2 separate regions of the Gossypium hirsutum genome follow, and region 1 is linked to region 2. The links are chromatin contacts, called in public Hi-C maps. All regions are on one chromosome and are shown on one strand. The core of a region is the stretch at or near the end of the contact, and the rest is flanking DNA. Distances in the headings are between cores, read along the strand shown. Region 1 has its middle 8.1 kb from the start of LOC121222430. Region 2 has its middle 15 kb from the start of LOC107915829.

Region 1 (4,554 bases), core at 744-3,243, 150 kb after region 2:
ACTACAAAGAGATTGTTTGGGTTGTGACTGCTCAAGGTAGCTTGAGGCTCTTAGCAGGCGTAACAAGAATTTAATTTTAGATTTAATTAGTATATTATTTTAAAAGTGATTGAATAAATTGATTGGAATGCAAATAGCCTTTAATTTAAATTTTAATTAATTTTTTAAACGTTAGATGGTTAGATAGTTGCAATTACTTTCTTGAGTCTTGAGTTCGATTTCTCTCTTATAAACATTTGTATTTTTTATTTCATAGTGCAATTACAAATGTGAGTAGGAAATGAATTGAACCTGAGACTCTAGGATAAAAACACTAACATTTAAGCATTTGACCAAAGTTGAAAGCACATCAAGTTAAAAGCATTTCCTCTAAAATCCGTTGAAAACACATCCAACTTTCACACCCTCTCTAAAATTAACTTATTCCAACAAATTTTAAAAAATGACCTAATTTTATAATTTTTCCTTAAAAATTCACCCAATATTTTATCATTAAGTAAGTTTCCAATCAAGATACTTTTTTCCATGGTTTCCTTCTAAAATTTCTCGGGATTCAAACCCAAGCATAAGCGTTACCATCTTCTTCCACAATGAGTCGGTTACGAAAGCGTTATTACTGATTTTTGTTAGGGATAAGTTCAATTAGTTCATTTTATTATTAGTTTTCTAATTACATTTAAATAAAAAAATTAATAATATTTAATTTAAATTTAAAATCGATTCAACTTGGAACAAAAAAAATATTCTTATCCGAACTCACCTTCACTAGTCTCCAGCATATATAGCAAATTAGGTGTGCCACTCAACTTGTATACAAGTCTATCTAAAAAAATCAATTATATCATATTCAGCAATTCAAATTTGAGTATTTTAACACTTAATTAATTGCGTCTAAGTTATTGAGTAACCCAAATTAGTTTTCGAGTGTAATTGAGTGTTTTTAATACCTAATTTTTATTAATTTTTTTTAGTTAAAAACTTGACAAAGGTTCGAGTAAAAAAATCAAGATAATTTTTTATTAAAGGTTAAATTACACAATTCTTCGCTTTAACTTTTAAAAGTATCAAAAAAATATTTTTCATTTTAGGCATAGCTATCAAAAACCATTTTCATTAGGTACTGCTGGTAAAATTGTTTTCATTTTGATCACCTGCTACTAATTTAATATTATTGTATATTCATTTTAGTTACTTAACTTTAGTAATATTTTTTATTTGTCTTTAATTTTTTGGACTTAATTTTAGTTTTTTAGTAAAAGGGAATGACTTGGGTGTGCATGGAAAAATTTAGATATTTAAAAATCATTTATCTTTTTAATTTTCTTTATTTTTCTCTTTTTTAGAATTAATTTTAATTTTTCCCGATAAAAAGAAAATTTTGGAGTTTTATAGGGAAATAACTGAGTTTTATAACTTGAGTTTTTCTTTTTTAGTGAAAAGCAGAAAACTTGGATTTTTCTAGTAAATTACCTAAGTTTTTACACGAAAAATTTTGAATTTTTATAATGAATTGAGTTATAAGAAAAAACTCAAGTTTCATCTTTGCCGTTGAATAATTCAATTTCATGTATAAATTTAAATTTTTTCTTTTTTTAATAAAATTAATTTTAAAAGAAAACGAGTAATTAAAATAAAAATTTATTAAAGTTGAATAGCTGAAACTTATTTTATAATCAAACTTAAACTTTTGTGACTGGATTGAAGAGTTGGTTTAGAGTAAATGAAGAAATAGTAGCATAATGAAGCAAACTGAGCAAGGACGTCCCACCGGGAAATTTGCAAACGCTTGCTATGATGGAAGCAGGATCTGACACTTGAAGTTTAATCTTGCTGAAGATGAATTGTACACCTGATTTGATTTGCCTAAAACACTCAACTTTACCCAGAAATTTTATATTTTTATTCTTTTTCTTGAAGCTAATGTGGCTGTCAATATCTACTTGATGTGCAAACATCCAAAAACACAAGCTGAAATCCAAGCGAAAAACAAATGTGCCCCAGACTTTCGTGGACTGGGAGACTTATCCATATTCGAAGCTAAGCTTTAAAAATAATAATTTTAAATATAATATAATATTCAAAAAATGAATTTGATTATTTTCTATATGGATAGAACTTTTGGTAAGATTTTTTTAGTTGCGGAATATATTATATTATAAAAATATTATATTAATTATATATGTTAAATCATATTTATATTTATATTAAATCATTAACTTCATAACAATTAAATCTATTACTCAAAATTTAAAAAATAATTCACCTAAAATATAAAATTTTAAATTATATATTTAATACAATAAAATATTTATTATATTTATTTGTGTTTTTTAATATAATAAAATATTTATTATATTTATGGCAGTGTTTTTTACTATAAATATTTTTGATGTGTTAGAAAACTTTTATTTTAACATTTTTTAGTGTTGTATTATATTTTTTAATTTTTTTTCAAATAAAAATTAATATAAAAAATCAAATATGAGCAAGTCGGGTCAGGCTCAAATTTACCTTTCTTAAATTGAACCGAACTTGGACAAAAAAAGTAAGTCCATTTTTCGAGTTGAACCCGAGCTTGAATATTTGGTTTAAATACCTTGTATAGGCTTGACTTAAATTTGGCTTAGTCCAACCCATAAACACCTCAACCCTAGACTCTGTATAAGCATGTTTACTTTTATGGATAACAGAGAACTCCCTTGTTTGAATCTATTTTGTTTAAATGTAATGTCAATCTCGATTTAATTCAATTGATTTATTTAAGAGCACAATAGTGTTTTTTTAACATTATAGAAAAATAGTTAAATTTCAGTTTTGATATTTTTATTATGTTTAAATTTTAATTTTAATTCTTAATATAAATTGATTTTTATTTTTTATAATAATATTAATTAGTTCAAATAATTAATATCATTAACTTTTCGATTAAAATGTTACAAGATTAAGGGTACACGTGATCTCTCATTTTTTGGGGTTTGCTTTGCTTCGTGTTTTTAGGCATTATTAGACGATGGTCGAACTTTAGTTTAACTCTTATACTAGGCTGAAACATGATATTTCATCTATATACTTCATTTTTTTGACATAATTTGGTCATTCTATTTTATAATATCATTAGTTAGTCTAAATAATTATATTGTGAACTATTTCAATTAAAATGTTGACGTCATTTTTATAAGAACACTATTTCAACAAAATGTTAAAAGAGTTATATTGTTAACATTTTTGTAAGTTACTATAGAACAAAAGGGTATTAGAAAGCATTAGAGTTTGTGTTTTGAGAAGCTCTCTAAAATGTTTAATAATAGAGAAAGTTTAATAAAATAAGCGAGAGGATTAATGAAGGGAAAAGGAGAGGAATAAAGGAGAAAGCGCACTCTTCATTTGCCCTTTTCCTGTGTGATCCGCGTGTTATACAAATGGTGTTGTCCGCTTCACCTATTTTCGAAGGTTTTTATTATCTTTTAAGTTTTTCTTTAAAATAAATTTATAGACTCTTTAATTAAGACGAACTTGTACTAAACTTATTGATTATTTTGTAAAATTCCCCTTGTATGAAACCTTTTTTATGAAAAAAAAAAAACGTAAGTGATATAACATGGATTTAAAATGACTCCAAGCTATTTCAATTGTCACTGTCTTATTGACTTGGCGTACCTTGCCGAACAAGTACTAGGGAGGAATTCAAGCTTGTTAATTGCTCTTAGGTTCTATTATTATTATTATTATTATGAAATTAAGTACTTTTAAGAAAAATGAAAAAAAAAAAAGTCATTCTCACTACAGGTGGCATACATTTAAACCGGAATGGAACTTAAAAAGGTGGAGGCTCCTTCACCAATCAGCAGATATCTGGCAGAGAGAGCATTAAACGTTAAACCAGGCTCAGCTCAGCAGGTGGTGCCTTGCCTCGTGGGGGTGTGGGGGCAACAAAAGCCACAGCTCGAATTTAATTGCATATCTGATAGGACTCTTTATCTACCCCTATTTATGAATAAGTTGATGAGACAATACATTGAAAGAGAAAGCCTCATTTAATGGATTTAACTGTAAATCAACACTATTGCTTTCACATTGCATCTCCCCTGGGTTTTGTCAGGATGGATGGGCCCTTTACTCCACCATTATGATGTTACAATATCTATTTCTATTCAACACAACTGGGTTTTTCCTAATGTCGACAAACATTTGGATGTTAGCCGTTTCTTTGTTGCTTCATTGTAGATAACGAATTCAACCTACATATCTTTCCATTTTCTTCCCCATTTATTCAAATTTACATCCATAACTGTTACATAATCTCATTTATTATAATGGGAGTGATTGAATTTTGGTGTCACTCTTAATTCCACATTTAGATTGAGTTTTTAATTTTATTGTTTGATAATGAATAAATTTATTTAGTTAATTGAGTTTTATCTCGATTGATATCAATATTTTTAGTGTAGGAAATGAATTTAAACATATTGAATCATGTTTGTCCTCCTATTTATGATTTATATAAATGTTACGGATAGTTCTAAGCCGTATATGAAAAAATAGATAAATTAATTT
Region 2 (4,813 bases), core at 518-3,017:
ATTTTTTTATATTTATATATAATGTTTAATATATGTTTTCTTAATAAAATTGAAAAAATAACCTTAACAGCTTGTACACTTTTTTTAATATTGAAAACCTTTTATACATCAATTTTTAAATATATTTTATTTAAAAAATAAATCTAAATCGATTCAAACTATTACTTTGAAAAGCTATTCGGACCAACGCATCAAATTCATATAAAATTTGAACAAATATAATTGTAGCCACTATTTTTTTAATATATATATATTTCAATTCTCTGGTATTTTCAATTTTCAGTTTTTTTTATACACTTTTAGTAAAAATTTAAGATTTCATAATAAGATTTAAAGATGATATATACAAATTTTTTTTTTGAAAGTGATGATACATACCTCCTTAAAGTATAGTAAAACTACAAAAATAAAGTATACAAAATAGAAATCTAGTAGCATTTAAATCTTACTTATGAAATTAAAAATTTTCACTAATTATATATCAAATGCTAACCTTTATAACTTTGTATTTAAGGATTTTAGATTACGTTTTATAATAGAATTATGAGAATGTATAATTATAGGTGGAATGTAAAATTATTCTATTTGGTTCATTTGATAGGAATGTAAGATTTTAGATGTTAGGTTGACCGAATGTAAGATTATTTAAAAGCAAAATTTACTCTATTGTCATTCTTATAGAATGTGTTTTTTTTTAAACAAAGTTTAGTTCTTTTAACATTTTTTTAGTCTCAATTTCCTCAAAATTATAATAAATTATTACAATTTTTAATTTTTTATTATAATTTATATATTAATAAATAAATATATGATGTTGTAATAAATTTATAAATCATAATTATAATAATTTATGAAAAGTGATTGAAACATCAATCATAATCATAATCATAATTAATATATTAATAAGTAATTTATTAAATAAAATATAATAATTGTAATTGTAAGGTATGGCATAGAGGTGATAATGGGCTGGGCGGTCTGCCCGAAATATGGGTTTGGGCAAAAAAATGAGGCCCGTTTAGAAAATGGGTCGGGCCTCGGGCACCACTTTTTTGGCCCGGGCCTGGCCCGAATATATAATAAATATATATTTTTTATTTTTAAATTTTAAAATATTTTTAAAATATATTTTTATTTTTTTATTTTTAAAATAAATTTTTGGTGTTTATTAAAAATGGGCCGGGCCGTGATCGGGCTTAAGAATTTTTTCTCGAGCCGGCATTGGACAAAATTTTAGGCCCATATTTCGGGCCGGGCCGAACCCGGGCCTAGGACGCGGGCCAAAAATTTTTTGGGCCCGGCCCACACCCGGCCCGACCTGGCCCATGATCACCTCTAGTATGGCATGTTCTGGTTCATTATTAGAAAAATATATATTTTTTATTTTTAATTAGTCTTGAACTTTATTTAAGAAAAAAACCTAAATTGATCCAAAATATAAGATTATGCTTATAATCTAAGATTATAACATCTTAATACTATTTCATAATATGAAATTATTGGATGACCGAAATATTAATAATCCAAATATCGTAATTTCAATCTGAAATGTAAGATGAATCAAACTCCGTAAAACCCCATGAAAAAATAGTTTATTTAGAGCTACACGTCCATTGGATCTTAGGTTGAAAAAGTCGATTTTTCTTTTCTTGGCAAGTGCTTTTTTGTTGAAGAATTTATGTAAGAAAATAGGAGAAGTCACATGCATGCTCGCAACTCACACGTATTGTTGTGATCAAAGAAATAATTCCCCTGAGACCCACATTTATCGAACCAATGTTTTCATAGGAGTGGGTGGGTTCCCATCTCAATACTACACCTAAATTCCCACTTGTGCTTTCGCTTAATTGTTTCTTTTCACTGTCTGGGAAAGCAAAAAACAAACAAACAACATAAAAAAGAGTAAACTTTTTTTAGTGTAAAAATTGACAAATGCAGGACCTTTCTTTGATAACAACTCATCAATTGTTCTTCACCACAAGCTGTTTGGCCAATGGATCAGTTTTGATTTCATGATGTGTTGAAAAATGAATCAAGTTCTAACGTATTATGGAATGGGAATTCCATTATTATTGATTTTGATGAAAATTAAATCAATTTAGGTAACACTTCATACCCGGCCTAGACGATAAGGTCAAATTTAGGAAGTTACCTCGAATATCTCTCAAAGCACATTATCGAAATTTAAGTCTTTAAGCCAATCTAGTAGAAATTAGCAAATGCATAGCATAATACATTACTTATACTCTTAAAATACTTTACGTATTGAAATTATTGAAAGTAAGTTAACAAACTAATAACACTAAAATAGATAAGGGGTATGACCGAGCTCACGATCTGCCGAACCGATCAAGTCTGTGATTTACCTGTAATTTAGTCAGCAGAAGAAATAAGTTAGTGATTTCCTAAAAAAATTAATTATTTGTTCAATATATTTAAGTTAAAACCAATAGGGTCCCAATATTGGATTCCAGAGTCAGATCCAGAAAGCAGATCATTCAGTTTAACAGATCATAGCAGTTTAGATAGATGGTAAGTCAGGCTATTCTCAGAGACAGAACATATCAAAATATATGCAAGCTTCCTATTTCCCACCCATTACACACTATCTTCGACCAACCCAACACACCAATCAGGGTATTAAATACCCTTCCAACCCTACACACCACACAGTATCTGTATAACATGTTCTGATAATTATAGACTAACTGCCACATCAGAATATAAATACCAGTGGTTTAACCACCATTTCAGAATAGAATACTTCCTCCTTTACTCAATTTCACCCAATGCAAATCCAGATTCAAACAACAGTTAATACAGAGTCGTACATGGCCACTTAGATACAGTTAATGTTCATACCGAATAATTCAATATCAGTAACAGTTACCATATCCAATATACATCAGATCTCTCAATATTTAGTTTTAGATCATGAAATCATAGCTTATACAGTTTAATTCAGTACATATGGACACTACAGAAAGCCTACAATTGTTTCAAACGACGCATACTACCCGAGAGAAAAATCCAATTTTTGGGTCACACGTCCGTATGGTTTCACGCGACCGGAATGGCTGGCTCATATAGCTCCACATAACCTGGCACTCGCCCATGTGTATGCTCGTGTGTCTCACACGGCCTGGACACCCGCCCGTGTCTCTGGCCCGTGTGGTCTCTAGTGGCAAACAGTGAGTTACACGGCCTGGACACATGCATGTGTCTCTGGCCCTTGTGAACCCTGCACTAAATATTCCCCACACACAGTCTGGACACAAGCCCGTGCCTCTAGCCCATACATCTCTAATTCGTGGATAGTGAGTTACACGGCCTGCCACACTGTCATGTGGCATCAACAATCATGTTTTTTGGCGTCCAAAATTCCTAAAAGTTTGGGTTTTCGGTATGCACCTAAAGTAGTTTTGACGCAGAAACAATACAGAGAAATCTCAAAGCCTAAATTAGCCAACCAGAATCAATCAATCGACTAAAACAGTGAAATTCGCACAAATTAACACTTACTGAACTATGTCAAAAACTTCGACAGAAAACCTTTAAAGAAACCGATACTTACCATTAAATCAACGACACCTGTTCAAATTAGCCTATTAAGAAATGCTACTTTCGACACACACACCTAAAACAAAGAAACCAGAATCGCTTAAAGAAGAGACTTCAACCTACTAACACGGAACTATTTCGACAGTACAAAATCGTTGTTTTTTAGAATTCACAACAGAACTACACAATTAACTCTTAATTGACATCACAGAAATTGTACTTACTTGACCAGAATAGCAAATAAGGAACAAGAAGTTCAGGGACCGATAAAAGAAAATAAAAGAGAAACAGGAATAATAAAAAAGAAAAAAAATGAGGAAGAGAGAGGAGAAGAGGAAACGTTAAAATTTAATGTTTTAACCACCAATCAGAATTCCTAACGCATACGCCAAGACTCGAACACAAGACCTAAAAGTATATAGAAGCTTAACCATTGAACCACTAGGTTCATCGTTGACACAGATTTACAACAAATTAAGCTTAAGTCAACAATTCAAATATAGAGGTTAGTTTAGAATAAAATAGCAAAGCTTTCTAAAGACGTCACTCGAACTCATGACCTTGAACACATAAGCAGGGCACACAACCACAGAAACAGAGATTCATTTATGCTAGCATTTCTTAGTCAAACATTCAAAGTTTGGGGTGTTACAACTCTCTCCCCTTAAAAGAAATTTCAGCCTCAAAATTTACCTGACTCAAGCAGATATGGGTATTTTTGACAAATCGAATCTTCAGGGTTCCCCAGTTGCTTCCTTAGTACCATGATTTTTCCATAGCTACTTAACAAAAGGGATTATTTTCTTTCTAAATACCTTGACATCTCACTCCATGATCTGAACAAGTTCATCCTCAAAAGTCAGATCCAGTCGTACTTCAATCTCCTCAATAGGGACAATGTACGACGGATCAGATCGATACCCTCTAAACATTGAGACATGAAATACATTATAAATACGGTCCAACTCCGATGGTAATTATAACTTTCAAAAACACCTGGTCACCTACAGAAAACTCGATATCTTTTCTTTTTAAATCTGCATATGATTTATATCGGTCAAAAGCAGCCTTAAGTCGATCTTGGATTAGCTTAACAGTATTCTCGGTCTCAGAAACTAGCTCGAAACCCAAAACTCGATGTCTACCTAACTCAGTCCAACACAGAGGAGTACGACACTTACGACCATACAGAGCCTCATAAGGTGCCATCTAAATACTAGACTGAAAGTTGTTATTGTACGTAAACTCAACC

What was found. Hi-C and Micro-C count contacts between places; a contact is called where the count stands out from the background.
Region 1: a Hi-C map of leaf shows a contact between it and region 2, with 1.9 times the contacts expected there. The contact joins two enhancer-like sites. A contact is called at or near these places in 19 of 34 Hi-C or Micro-C datasets (anther, callus, fibers and 4 more).

Annotation. Positions count from the first base shown.
Region 1 is chrD10:14,467,173-14,471,726 of Gossypium_hirsutum_v2.1, forward strand. No RefSeq gene overlaps it. Among protein-coding and RNA genes, the nearest start is that of LOC121222430, 8.1 kb to the right of the region's middle. Within about 2 kb of position 1,994, at least 1 of the 9 cell types and tissues checked has an H3K27ac peak or open chromatin away from gene starts, as enhancers often do. A contact at or near this core is called in leaf, where this site is marked.
Region 2 is chrD10:14,313,279-14,318,091 of Gossypium_hirsutum_v2.1, forward strand. No RefSeq gene overlaps it. Among protein-coding and RNA genes, the nearest start is that of LOC107915829, 15 kb to the left of the region's middle. Within about 2 kb of position 1,768, at least 2 of the 9 cell types and tissues checked have an H3K27ac peak or open chromatin away from gene starts, as enhancers often do. A contact at or near this core is called in leaf, where this site is marked.